Linked DNA regions of Anser cygnoides: region 1 is linked to region 2. Evidence: chromatin contacts called from public Hi-C data. All regions are on one chromosome and are shown on one strand. The core of a region is the stretch at or near the end of the contact, and the rest is flanking DNA. Distances in the headings are between cores, read along the strand shown. Region 1 overlaps LOC106034489. Region 2 overlaps ABCA12 (ATP binding cassette subfamily A member 12).

Region 1 (3,085 bases), core at 359-2,858, 200 kb before region 2:
AGGCTGAGGGGACAGCATGCAGGCGTTTTCTGAGTGTGGGAGCTTTGTGCAACCCCCTGTCTTTGCTGCAGAGCCTGCATTTCAGGCTTACATCTCCAGCCACTCCAAGCAAATTGCGCCGTGATAGGATAAGCCAGGGCCGAGGCTGCAGAGGTGAGAGGTTAAACAACTCTTGAGCTACGCGCTAGCTGAAAATACACGATGAGAGCTGTTGCCAGGTTAACTCCTAGAAAAATCAGCCTCAGCCCAAAGGGCAGATAATAAATTGGTGTATAAGCTAAACAAAGTGCTGACGCAGCCTTTGCTGGAACAGCACTCCCAGCGCCGCTGTAATACGGGGCCAGGCTGAAATTCCGCTGTGATTGACACTCTGCCATCACATCATTTGTTACCGATCCCATTTTTCCTCCCTTCCTCTGCTTTTCACTTCAAGGGACAGGACCTGCAGCAGCACAGCCTGCAGAGCCCTCCTCCGATCTGTTTTCCATTTGAGCATCCTCCTCTGAGGATTGACTCATGCTTCTTGACATAAAGCACCGCCTCTTTGGGCTCTTATAAGGAAACAGCAGGAGAGAATTGTCTAATTCAGACTTTTTGGCAGACTTTGCATACTATGCATTATAGCGTGCATTTCTAGCCAATGCCTTTGCCCTTTTGTGGTCATTTCAGAACAAACTGAGCTTCCTCCCTCAACGTTTTGGGTACTTTTGCAAACTCACAATGCCTCAGACCAAACAGAATTAGTGTGAGGCTGGGAGTACATCAAACCTTGGAGGAATTATTTTAACATATGAACCATAAACACTCCTCTTCCATTTCTGCTTTGCTAGTAATTCACATCCCAGTGACTCCAGGATTTTGCTACAGGGAAATACATTTCAACATCATATACAACAAATGGGATGCACAAAGATTATCATGGCCATGGCCTGCATTTATGGGAGCCCTGTATCTGTCCCACGCTCAGGTCTTTAAAACTGGAGCTGTGAAAAAATGCCTATAGTGAAACACGAAACCAAATGAGACTGACCTGGCCTGGGATTTGGTTATATATGGGAAAGTCAGGCTGAGTTCACCTAGAGAGTTGTGAAGGTTCATGAACCTTGGGAGGGAGCAAAGGTCCAGTTCCGAGGAAGCCTAGCCAAACCTTTTCCAGAAATGTTAAACTAGTATATATTTGGGAACAGAGAGATCCTGTAAAATAAATAGTTTTAATAGGAAATCTATTGGAGGGAGACCTGGTGGTTTCAGCAGCGTTTAGCATTAACGTGGTGAATGAAGAGAAGGCTCAAGCTCACACAGAGCCTGAGAAGTGTTAAAAAACTCAGGCTGAACCCGGAGCCCCTTGTTCCTGAGGATCCTATTATAAATGTGTCATTTGCAGCTCTAGAGGTGAGAAGAGTTGACTTTATTGGGTATCTGCACCATATCTGAAATAGGGAAGTCTCAAGCTGGCTGAGCCCTTTACACTCTGATGAACTGAAGGCATCTCCTCATTTTCCCCTGAAAATTTTCTCAGGATTTTTTTGTACTGAAAACTACCGGTCTGCCCTCTATGCCCCTCCTTTTGGCCACGTTCAGCAAAATATTTCACAAACATGGACGAAAACTAACTGAAAGTTCAGTAAGCACTGTTATTTCCAGAGAAGGAAATTAAAATTTTCATCTGAAAATCATGACTGTTTCCATGGAACAGATCTTTGGAGACAGGTTCTCTGATCATCAGTACTACGATGCCCTACAACAAAATATGGGAAAACCCCAATGTAACTGACTTTCTCAGAGGCAAAGGAGCATGCCAGCGACTTAACAGGGGCTGGAGATTTTGCTTTGGGTCATGACTCCACTTTTTTTTCAAGATTTGGCAAAGGTAAATGGAAAAAGATTTTCAGTATAGCTGGTATCTAATCTTTAAATTAGAAAGGAACTGAAACCAGGGCTTCGGACTTTAATTACCACTACCAGGCTCCTAAAGCTGGGAGGAAAAAGTATGATAATGCTTTTAAACACCAGATTACTAATCTGCAGCCTGATTAACGAGCTCCCATATGCCAGACAAGCTGGTCTCAAAGGGACTCCCCTGCCCCTTACTCTGTGGGTCTGGGCAGCAGTGGTGATGCTCACCACAATGACTGCCCTGCCTCCGAACCCTGACAGCCCTGGGCTCCAAGAAGGGAACATACTGGTGGTCTCGGCCTCATGGCTGTCAGCAGAAGAGGACAGTGGGTGTCAGGGGATCAAGCTGGAGCAATTTTGGTGTTGAACCTACCTTTGATAGGTCTGGCTCTTGCCCCATCTGACTTGCTCGCTCCAGGAGTGAACACAGACAGGCAGGGCAGAGCCCTTGGTTCATCTGTCAGCTTAAAAAAACCAACGACAACAAAAAATAAAAAATAAAAAATAAAAAAAACAGAAATAAAAAACAGAAATTAGCCTTGCTTTCCCCTAAGAGAACATCCCAACCATACTGTGATAGGAAAAGAATTAGGAATTAAGAAAGAACGGTGGCACGAATGCCATAAACATCACTTCTGTGTGCGCTCCGCTGCCAGAGCACACATAATAAAGCTTAATTTCCTGGTGCTGTGCCCTGCCTGTAATACACTGCCCAGATCTTCCTACTGCTCCCAGCTGAGAGCCAAGTCATTCTATAGGATTATTTTGTTAAGAGCAAAGCTACTTGATCAGAAGAGATTTAACACCAGATTATGGCCACAGCTTTTTCCGGCCCGGCGGCTGTGGAGGAAGAGGGCAGGAGCTGCTGGTGATGTGAGGCTGAGCCTGGAGCTTGGGAGGCCTGGGTTCAGCCCTTGCAGCAAGTCCCCTGTAAATCTGGAGATAAGACACCCTCTACTGCCTTTTCCACACCGAAATACAGGGTTTGAGGAAGGGGGATGTGTTACAGACAGTGAGACGCTCGCCTATTATGAGGGGGATAGACAAAAGCTCTGATGCCAGCACACCAAAACCTCCTGGAAGCCAGAAGCCACATGCCTTTACGATGCTCACAAGCTCTTTCCCAAGCCCTGTTGCCCATCCCATGGCCCAGCACCTGCACCCCAAAATCAGCTCTAGCAGAGTCTGG
Region 2 (3,518 bases), core at 541-3,040:
ACTGAGTAGGATGCTCAGTCCTAGAGGGGCGGAGGGATATTTTGATCACTCACAGGGATAAAGCTAAGCTGCTTTACAACATAGCCTGACAGAAAGCAGCTATTAGAAAAAAAAAGTCTATTAAAAGGTCAGGTGTGGACTTGCATTCTGAACTGACAGTTGCATAAGCTGGTAAACGATACATAACAAATACCTTATTAGGTTAATTTTGTCTCTTTGGGGTCGCTGTGAACAGCCCATTAGAAAATAAGAGTTTTCTCCAAGAATGCCAAACTGCTGGTTGTTTTTATTTCTGCAAGTAATACTGAATCTGTAACTTGTTTGAGAGCAGCTCATTGCAATTCTTGGAGGTCAAAAGAGGAGCATTAACTGGATAGATAGCTGCTTAGTGTGCTTCTCTCCCCTAGTCATGGGAGTGTAACTTCTAGAATCTGGTGTCTCATGTGCAAAGGGCAGAGGGACAACCACAAGTCCAGTTTCGCTACCCCAAACCATTCAGAAATTGTGATATCTTGGCACTATGTGTTCTTTCTGATGCCCATGTCTCTAGACTTTACATTTTTATTTATTTATTTATTTATTACAGTTGTTAGAGCTATAAACAGACCTTTTGTTTTAAGGAAAGATGGTATTCCCACTTACACCCCAGATCCCAGAACCAGGGAGAAAATGAAATACCTGAGAGTACTAAGCTGCTTTCATAATGTTCTTTCCTAATAAGACATAGGATTTGCTCCCAGTAAGATGTCAGTGCTCCTGCTGGAAGTGCAGAGTGCTTGCTGAAAAGCACCACGAGAAGTACCAGCCAGACTTGTTTAAAAATTCAGATACGTATTTACAGACTTAGAACGGCTTCTCCAGTAGTAACACAGCTCCATTTTGTAACTGCTGGTAGCTGTCACAGAAGTTTTCTGTTTCATAGCTGTGTGTACCAGAGGCAACAGGGGTACGTTCAAGAGAGCTTTGATGCAGGATGTTCAAAAGCACTATTTCTATTCCCTGTCCACAGCCTGGCCTGCAGAAACCTTCTCTGACCTCTTCCAGGTAGGAAACAGTTCCACATAGGCTTCAGTGCTCTTCTTCATAAGATTCTCCCATGTCCTCCCCGCATGCATCTTGCCAAACAGACAGCTGAAATGTTAGCAGCGAAGCTTTGTTCTGTGGATGGATTTTGATTATTAATAAGGTGGTCAGGGAGAACGGGACTATTTCATGTCTTGTCAAAGCAGCGCAAGTAGGATGCTGCTTTTATGAGACTTGCCACTGCCCCTCTCTCCTCTCAATCATCTCTTTCATGTGCCCGAGCAGGACTGAGGTGATAGGCTGCTTCCTAAAGAGCTGTAACAGCGTGTGAGACAGCTTGGGATGTAGTTTACAAACAGCAAAGAGAAAGCTCAGAGATAGAATGGAAAAGAGCAAAAAAATAAGAGCTGATTGCAATGATTGAAGCTGAATTTTCCCTACCTTCCAAGTGGGCATTCCAGTATGAGTACGTTAAATTCACGTATTACTCAACTGCCAGGGCTATTTAGCAATAAAGACCTCTGGCACTGAAAGGGACTCAAAACAAATCTTTGCAGCCAGCAATAAAACGCAAGGAGTGTCATGCTGAAGATCACTGGGTCGTATAGCTTGTTAAGGCAAGAGGCTGGAGGCTTATTTGTGCAATTGCTGCAAGTGATGTTGTCCTATGACACACTCACTGTCATAGATAACTGCCTTGGAGATTAAAAAAAAATTAAATACAGTCATACAAGTGCAGTTCTGTAGCCACAGTAAATTAAATTGTGCACAAACACACACACAGAGAGCATTAAGGCCTTTTGAAACTTGATCCAGGCTGCATTTGGAATTGGTTTTATAGCTGTTGATTGTTCTCTCTGGAAAAAAATAACTGCAAGCGACGCTTGTTGTGCGTCCTGGAAAATGAGAAAAAAAGGCTCAGAGCCAATGCGTGCAGCAGCATCTTGTCGGAGAGTCCCCAACTTCCAGGCCAGGACAAAGGAAGAAGGGGTTTTGCATTCTCTCATGTAAAAATAAGAGGCCTGACTCCACGGCTTTCTAGAGATTTGAATAATGAGACAGTTCTAACTGATGATTACATTAAGATTTGACTTCTGCGGTGCTTTGCGTTGCATCCACGGCATGCAAAGCGCTTTCCTGCCAGCAAGGAGAGGCTTCTGGCTCCTGCAACCAGGAGCCCCAGTCCTGCAAGGATACCATCACAGGGTTTTCTGCCCACACGTGGGTAGCTCTTCCTCACTGATGTTATGTCTGCGGAGTTAAGCATGTGCTTAACTGTTTGTAGAAGTGGGGCTTTGTGCTATTTAAGGACTATGAATTTTAAGAGGGTTCTTTCTTCTGAGGATTTTGCAGGCAGACATGAGTTTGCCCTCCCCATGCTCCAAGGAAGACCTCAGTCATGCGGACGTGTCCATCATTAGCAGATGCACCATGCCGCTCGCCACGACTCCGTTTGCATTGTTCCTGCTCAGCTCACAGCAGAAGGAGAAGTCACGTCTGTGGTACTGCTCATGGCTGAACCCATGATGGTGGTGAGAACCCCTGCTTGGGTCTCACTTCAGCAGCAAGGAGAGAGTGATAGGGAAGTAACTCAGTGTACCCAAACTGGCTGCAGGCAAGAAAACAGTCTGTGAAGCCCTCTGCCATGTGAGAGCGCTTGAATGTATTTACCTTACTACCAAGTGCAGGCAAAAGCCCCCAGATTCCCTACCATTCAGCAGACTGAGCATACTTAGCTTTCAGCATCGCAGCCCCAGCTACGTGTGCCTCTAGAAGCCGAGGGAATTACAGGGACACTTCAATATTCAAGGAGAGGTGCTGCTGAAACTACTTAGTGCCCTCACCAGAGTGTGAGCAGGAATTAATCCACTTTCTCACATGCGTGAGATTTTTTTGGAGGGGTCAAAATCCATCTCCTTTCCTTCCTAAAAGCATTATTTAGCCAATGTTTGATAAGGACTTTTTAATTAATATTTTCAACAGCTTTTCCATGAAATTTAAGGTACTTTACTATCAAAAACATCCATCTGGACCACTTCCAAGATGCTGAAAGCATCCTAGCTGTTTGGCCCACTTCTAATGCTCAAAGTGGCATTAGTACATAGGATTGGGTGAGTCTCTGTAAATACCAGTGGTGTAGGAACACAGTGTTTTACATTAATGGAGGCCCAAGGCTCTTGTCTGGCTCAAAATGATGAGTTCTTGGCAACCTTAGTGCCTGAAGCAATGTGAAAATAGTAAAGCAGCACAGAATTGCTTACAGTATTTTATTCCACTGCTAGCCTTTTTCCTAAGTCTCTTCATGTAAATGCAGGAGACAAAGTGTTGGTCCTAGCTGCAGAAAAGACACAGCAGCTGGAGTTGTCATGCAAACCAGTGTCTACAAGTCACAGACTCCTCAATATTCCTGTTCTTGTGCTGGAAGGAGAAACGTTTCCTATGGGAGATGGTTGATCTGTTGGTTGTTGGCTTCTGCTATTAAATGTTAGGTTATT

The links. Hi-C and Micro-C count contacts between places; a contact is called where the count stands out from the background.
Region 1: a Hi-C map of liver shows a contact between it and region 2, with 3 times the contacts expected there. The contact joins two enhancer-like sites. A contact is called at or near these places in 2 of 7 Hi-C or Micro-C datasets (both in liver).

What each region holds. Positions count from the first base shown.
Region 1 is chr6:10,681,379-10,684,463 of Taihu_goose_T2T_genome, reverse strand. It overlaps LOC106034489, which reads right to left. Exons shown (of 21, transcript XM_066999647.1): 9 at 2,270-2,360. Among named protein-coding and RNA genes, the nearest start is that of MREG, 44 kb to the left of the region's middle. Within about 2 kb of position 1,608, at least 2 of the 3 cell types and tissues checked have open chromatin away from gene starts, as enhancers often do. A contact at or near this core is called in liver, where this site is marked.
Region 2 is chr6:10,483,878-10,487,395 of Taihu_goose_T2T_genome, reverse strand. ABCA12 (ATP binding cassette subfamily A member 12) reads left to right here. Exons shown (of 58, transcript XM_066999642.1): 5 at 1,010-1,044. Among named protein-coding and RNA genes, the nearest start is that of ATIC, 15 kb to the left of the region's middle. Within about 2 kb of position 1,790, at least 1 of the 3 cell types and tissues checked has open chromatin away from gene starts, as enhancers often do. A contact at or near this core is called in liver, where this site is marked.